2 separate regions of the Gossypium hirsutum genome follow, and region 2 is linked to region 1. A link is a contact called in public Hi-C data. All regions are on one chromosome and are shown on one strand. The core of a region is the stretch at or near the end of the contact, and the rest is flanking DNA. Distances in the headings are between cores, read along the strand shown.

The links. Hi-C and Micro-C count contacts between places; a contact is called where the count stands out from the background.
Region 2: a contact with region 1 is called in a Hi-C map of leaf, with 5 times the contacts expected there. The contact joins the promoter of LOC107887642 here to the promoter of LOC107904532 in region 1. A contact is called at or near these places in 18 of 34 Hi-C or Micro-C datasets (anther, callus, fibers and 4 more).

What each region holds. Positions count from the first base shown.
Region 1 is chrA11:112,086,892-112,090,126 of Gossypium_hirsutum_v2.1, reverse strand. It overlaps LOC107904532 (probable histone H2A.5), which reads left to right and starts at 1,935. Exons shown (of 2, transcript XM_016830938.2): 1 at 1,935-2,546; 2 at 2,842-3,235. The coding sequence starts at 2,349. The coding sequence ends at 3,075.
Region 2 is chrA11:112,288,380-112,291,770 of Gossypium_hirsutum_v2.1, reverse strand. LOC107887642 (ATP-dependent DNA helicase Q-like SIM) reads left to right here and starts at 1,996. Exons shown (of 21, transcript XR_005904464.1): 1 at 1,996-2,233; 2 at 2,627-3,228; 3 at 3,319-3,391.

The DNA of each region.
Region 1 (3,235 bases), core at 686-3,185:
ATCTTGACGTTCTTCTTTCGAGTTCTGCATTTTTTATTACATAGAGGAAGGAGCAACTCCAAGGAGAGTTACTTTCTTCTGATTAATTTTTTATTGAGAAGATCTTGTATTTCTTTTCTACAAAATTCTTCCATTTCTTTATTCATCTACATTGGCCCGACTTTTGTTGAAACTTATCTTTCATCAAAATCATCTTCATTGGGTAATGTTACTTCATGTTATTTTCTATTCCAAAAGGCATTAGCAATATCAGAACATATTATTGATTCTATTGATTCTATAATTTGGTTTATTCATTTTTGGCATTCTTTTTTTGCTAATTGTTCAATTAATTTTTTTAAAAATATATTTATTCTTTTAGAAAAGAAATTTGCTTTTGTTCATTATTAATAAAATTGTTGATTTGTGCAATATGAATGAACAAAGATTTTAACAGGTTGAGATTTCTTATTTTGAGACTTTCCATAAAAGGAAATTCTATCTTGGTATTTAAAACATTGGTGGAGATTGAATGATTTGTTACATTATAGGGTTTGAGTAAATATATAAATGAAGTTTCTAATATAATGTCTTGAATAATATCTTTTACCATTAAAAACATGTTTGATATTTGATACCTTTATTACCAATTTCAGCATCAGGAATTTTGTAGGTAATTTTGAGTTTTTTTTTTTTACCATTTGCAACTTTAAGAGATTATAATGTTTTGTTATAATATTTTGCTGGAATTCTCTAATACAATTTTAATTTGCTCTTGTATTAAAAAGGGTTATCGTTTCCAATTGAGATCTATTGTTTATAATAAGATTTATTTTAATCAAATATCCTTGGATGGATACTCTAGTAAAAACCATCATGTATTCTTGTGTATTATTTTTTGGCTCGGGTTCAGTTTCGAAAGAACTATCTTCTGGAATTTCATGTTTTAAAGTTTGCATTTGTTTCTTCATCTCTTGTTACTCATTTTTAAGCTAGGAAAGCTTTAACTTAATTTCTTTTATTTCCAATTGTAATTCAAAATTTAATTTAAATAATATTATTTATTCATCCTTTAAAATTTTAGTTTGAAGTTCAACATTAAAAAATATAATATAATATTTATCATAAAGATAAATAATATTTATCTTAATATTAAAAATACTTTTAATGTTTATCATAAAAATAAATATTATTTATCTTAACATTCTTAATTATTTAAAATTAAGTGTTTAAAAATAAAATTCATTTTTACTTAATTATGTTCAAAATTAATTAAAATGGTAAAAACATTAAAACAATTATAGTTATTTAATAAGATAGTTAAACTAGAGCTTTTTCATGCAAAATAAATTACAAACAGGGTTAAAAATATTATTACATGATATTGAATTAAAAATACATGAAAATTATATAAATTATATAAAAATATTGAATTATAAAATATATAAAAATTATAAAATGATTTTAAGTTAAAACATGCAACACTAATAAGTTTTTAAAATTCTACTTTATATCTAACATTATTTTTTAAAATTTTATTTTTTAGGTAAGACATTTACGATGTTGAAATAAAGATTATTGATTATATTTTTTTTAAAAACGTTATTAACATTATTTTCAAACATTTTAATATTTTTGATTTAATATATATACATAAATGAGTTAATATTTAATAAACTAACAATAAAATTTTTTTTATTTTATAATTAACCTTAAAAAATTGATGTTTCTTACTTTTTTAAACATTTTATTATACATTTATAAGAAACTTGTCAACTTCTAACCTTAATTATGAAATTTAAAAACTTTATTAATAGTTTATCAAATATTTTCCCATATATAAAAATAATTTAAGAATTTATTTATATCTTCCAAATATTATGCCAAGAACAATTTTAATTAATAATAAATTAATATTTAAACAATACCTAATTTTTTATGAAATAAACGAACAACTCGTGCATTGCACGTCATAAAAAATTAGTATATAATAAACAAATTTATTGGGTTTCGCCCCAAATAATCTCCACCTAGGTCAAGAGGGCCAACCACAAGAATCACAACACTAGGCAATCCCAGATCGTAAGATCTAAATACATCACGAACAGAACCCAACCGTCGGATCAAAACCTACTATCCACCTTTCAATAGCCTAAATCAAGCAGCTGCGGATTGCCAGCGTGCCACATCCATTTATAAAAGCCCGCAATCAACTATCACTTTCGCTTCACACAATTCAAAAAAAAATCTCAACCAAAAGAAACTAAAAAGAGTTTTTCGCACTCCTCTTCGCCGATCAAATAAGAAGTTCATCAGAATTGAATCAAATTTTTTATTCTTTAAAGTAAATTAACGTCTTTTAAGCTGTAATGGAGTCGACGTCAACGACAGCGGGAGGTAGGAGAGGGGGAGATAGGAAAAAAGCGGTGTCTAAGTCGGCAAAGGCAAGACTCCAGTTTCCAGTGGGTCGGATTGCCCGTTACCTCAAGAAAGGCCGTTATGCACAGCGTTATGGCGGCGGTGCTCCCGTCTATCTTGCCGCCGTCCTCGAGTACCTTGCTGCTGAGGTGTCTGATCTTTTTTCTCAACCTTTTATTGTCATGTCCTCTCGATCTGCTTTCAGCAGTTTTATTTTGGTTAGATAAATGAGAAAATGTCGGAATCAAAGGAAAATTGTAATTGTGAATTTTGTGCGTATTTTTTTAACGAAGTCTCAATTTCCTTTTATTGGAAAAAAAAGGAAAATCAATATTTTAGTGATAGATATTCATGCTTAGATCCTAAAAGTTAGCTTTTGAGATTTTACCATTTCGGTGTATTTTTTCGTAAACGAAAAATTGATAGTTTCATATTTTTGAGCAGGTGTTGGAATTGGCGGGGAATGCGGCACGTGATAACAAAAAGAATAGGATCAACCCACAGCACGTGCTGTTAGTCGTGAGAAATGACGAGGAGTTGGGGAAGCTTCTTCAAGGAGTAACCATTGCTAGTGGCGGAGTTCTTCCTAACATTAACGCTGTTTTGTTACCTAAGAAAGCATCATCTTCATTTGATAAGGACCAGTCTTCTAAGTCTAAATCTTCTAATAAGGTTTAGACATAATTAAGATTATGTAAATATATTTATTCAACAGTTTTTTTTTTAATTTTCCTTTCATGTCATTGTAGGATTCAAGGGAAATGTTCTTGTTTCCCATCTTTCATGTTCTATTTCTTTGGGTAAATTACTAAAATAGTTATTTTTATTTGATTTAGTT
Region 2 (3,391 bases), core at 747-3,246, 200 kb before region 1:
GCTGACGTGGCATGTTGGTGGCGCCAAATGATTTGGCTCCACCAACTTTTATTGTAGATTTCAGGTCATTTTCGTGTTTAATTAAAAAAATGGGTCATTTTGATAATTAATTAAATTTTTTGGGTTATTTTTATAAAAAAAGCCACTTGTTATGCTTAGAAATTTTGGATCCCATAATTCCAAAAGAGCAACCAGCCATGACTTTCTTTTCTACCTTAAAAGACCAAATAGTAACAAAGATGAAGAAACATGCAATCTACTTGCTTAAAAATTTAAGCAGATTCGGTTTCTTTAGGTGTTCCTGTAAATGGGTTGTTGTTCTTTTCTTTGTATTTTGTTTGAGTGTTTGAGATTGAAATGATTGAGTCTCTTTTTTAAAGATAAATGTTATAAAATTTTGTTATTTTTTTTTCTGCTATGGTTTGCTTACTGCAATGTTTATATTAAAGTGTTGTTGTTTTCTATGGATTTTCTTTGTTTAGTTTTGGAGTTTCAGATGATTTTCTGCATTGGTAAATTAGGTAAAAAAAGAGAGAAGAAATCAATTCCAAGAATCGCCGAATTACCCATTTAGAGGTGGGAATACGTAATGGTGATTACGGGACTTTGCCGCTTAGCCTCGGAATGGCCATTCGGTTGAATGGTCATTTAGCCAACCAATGTCTGCTTCACTATGGTGGGGTGAATACACCCAGAATAACTAAGCTATTCAGGTGAACCAAACATGGTGTTAGTTTCAACTATTTTAACCAATTGTAAATGAGCTATGCTAGTTGCATGGTTCAAGGAAATGAGTTGAATAGAAAGTATCTCGAAAGCAATCTAATCATAGTAATTTTTGTCAAATTTTATACTATTTATTGAATGTTTTAAAACATCCATAATTAGAGAAATTACGAAAGCAATAAAAATACCTATTAGAGAAATTACGAAAATACCCATCCATAATTAAAATAAGTTAAACCATTTAAGGGTATTTTAGTCTTTTTATTTTAACAAAAATCAATAAAAATATGCATATGGTGACATTTGAACCTACACTAATTAGATTAGTAAAATTTAAAATTTATTACTCAACCAAGGCTTTGTTTTGATGTATTTTATACATTTCTATTTTAATATGCACAATTTATTATCTCATTAGTTGTATATATCTATACTATTTATTAAGCATTTGATTGAGTTGGTGTCATGTAGGTCACCAGGGGCAAAGCCAGAAAATTTTTTAGGGTGGCCGGATGAAATTTGAATTTTTTATAGTTTATATTTTTATAATTTGTAAAGGATTAAATCAAATTTTTATAATTTTAGGGGGGTCAAAGTGTAATTTTACCTTTATTAATTTAAAATTTTTAAAAAATTTCAAGGGTCTAAAATGCAATTTTACATTTTAAGGGGGCCGGGGTCCATGCCAGCCCCCTTGGCTTCGCCCTTGTCGGTCACCCAACTCGTTAGGAAATTAAAGAAATGTCTTATTGTAATTAAAAAGAAATTATATTATTCAAGGGTATTTAGTCTTTTTATTTTGACAAAAATTAGTTAAATTATCATATTTTAGGATTTGAACCCACACTAATTAGATTTTCAAAACTTTAAATTTATCACTCAACTAAAGTTTCAATTTAATATATTTTACATATATTTTTTAATATATCTAATTTATTATCTTCATCAATTGTGTATGTATATATATATTAATAATGTTGTTTATTGAGTTGATGTTATAAGTCAACTCGACACTAACTCATAATTTAAAGATAAAACCATGATAAATAATTAGTGTATTTAATATTATTGATCTGATATATTTATATATTTAAAATTTATTTTACTCATAATTTATTTTAATTATTTTATTTTAATATTATACATTTTTTATATATTATTATGATTAATTAATTTCAAATCATATATTTTATTAAGTATTTTAAATATATATTTCCCACACGTATACAAGTTTGATGGGATTGGCAAATCGACACTAGAAATAGGCCAAAACCAGTTCTACTCAACGACGGCGTTTGTCTTATAACTTCGTACTTTTTAATTGGAGCCCTAAGATTCAATTTTGGCGCGTTGATTTTGTTGATTTTCTTTATAGAATTTAGAAGCATATATCTTTGCGGGCAAATAAAAATTTCAATTCAGCCATTCAATGAAAAAAAGAAGAAGAAAAAAGAACGTCTCTTTTTGAAACCCATAATTTATCGGATCTAAAGCGCCGCTGAGGTAGGTCAGAATTCTGCACTTATTTGCCTATTATTTTGAAATTTTCATTGAATTCCGTTTTCTTTAACTTTTGAATCCCAAAGCTTTCATGTTTGATTTTGTGTACTGAGATGAAGCTCGCGTAATCGTATTGGATGCATTCTCATTTGTTTCCTTTTCAAAAAGTTATAGTGTTTGTCTCTTTGAATCACTTCTGCCTGCTCAGATCAAGGGCATGGGTTTCTAGTGACGTTTCATTTTTGAATGGATTACAGATAATATTAAGTTTATTAGAAACTTTACAAAAGGAAAGAGAAACGAGGCAAACTCAGCTGAGCCAACTAGCTTTTGCTTTATATGTATTTATTTGAAATATTTTTGACCGAAGGATGACTTGTGTTTAATCCTTGGTTGACAGTTCTTATGAAATGGGAGGAAACGATGTGTCGTCTGATCAAGTTATTAAAAAACTTATTGAAATGGGATTTGAGCATTCTAATGCCATAGAAGCTGTAAAAGCTGTAGGACCGTCAGTTGATGATGCGGTTGAGTATGTTTTGAATGGTTGTGGTAGGAATCCTCTCAGTGGAACAGCTAGTTTTCAATGTTCTTCAAGGGATTTAAAGAGTCTTGGTAAGAGGGTTATGACATCTTCACAATCAAAAGGTGAAATCCGGCAGTCTAGGATATGGGAACATTTTCAACCCACAAGTAAACCTAAGCGAAGCAGAGGTAATGATGTATCTGATGGGGTCATGTCTGGATCCAAGGTGTTGCCTAGTCCTGTGGAAGAACACAAGGAACCAATTCTGCTTATAGATAATCAGTTTGAAAACGTGGCAGAACCTTCCCAAGTTTGCTGTTCTGAGGAGCTGAATATTGGAACAAATTGGGAGTCGAAGGTTAACGGTTTATTAAGAAAGCATTTTGGTTATTCATCCTTGAAGAGTTTCCAGAAGGAAGCCTTGGCTGCTTTGCTTGCTCACGAAGACTGTCTTGTTCTTGCTGCAACAGGATCTGGTAAATCTTATAATCTTTTGCTTGTCTTGTTTTTACGCTGTTCATTTTGCTATCTCATAACTTGAAGTACTAATTGTTTACCTTCTGCAGGAAAGTCTCTCTGTTTCCAGATTCCGGCATTATTAACAGGAAAGGTTGTAGTTGTGGTTTCTCCTTTGATAAG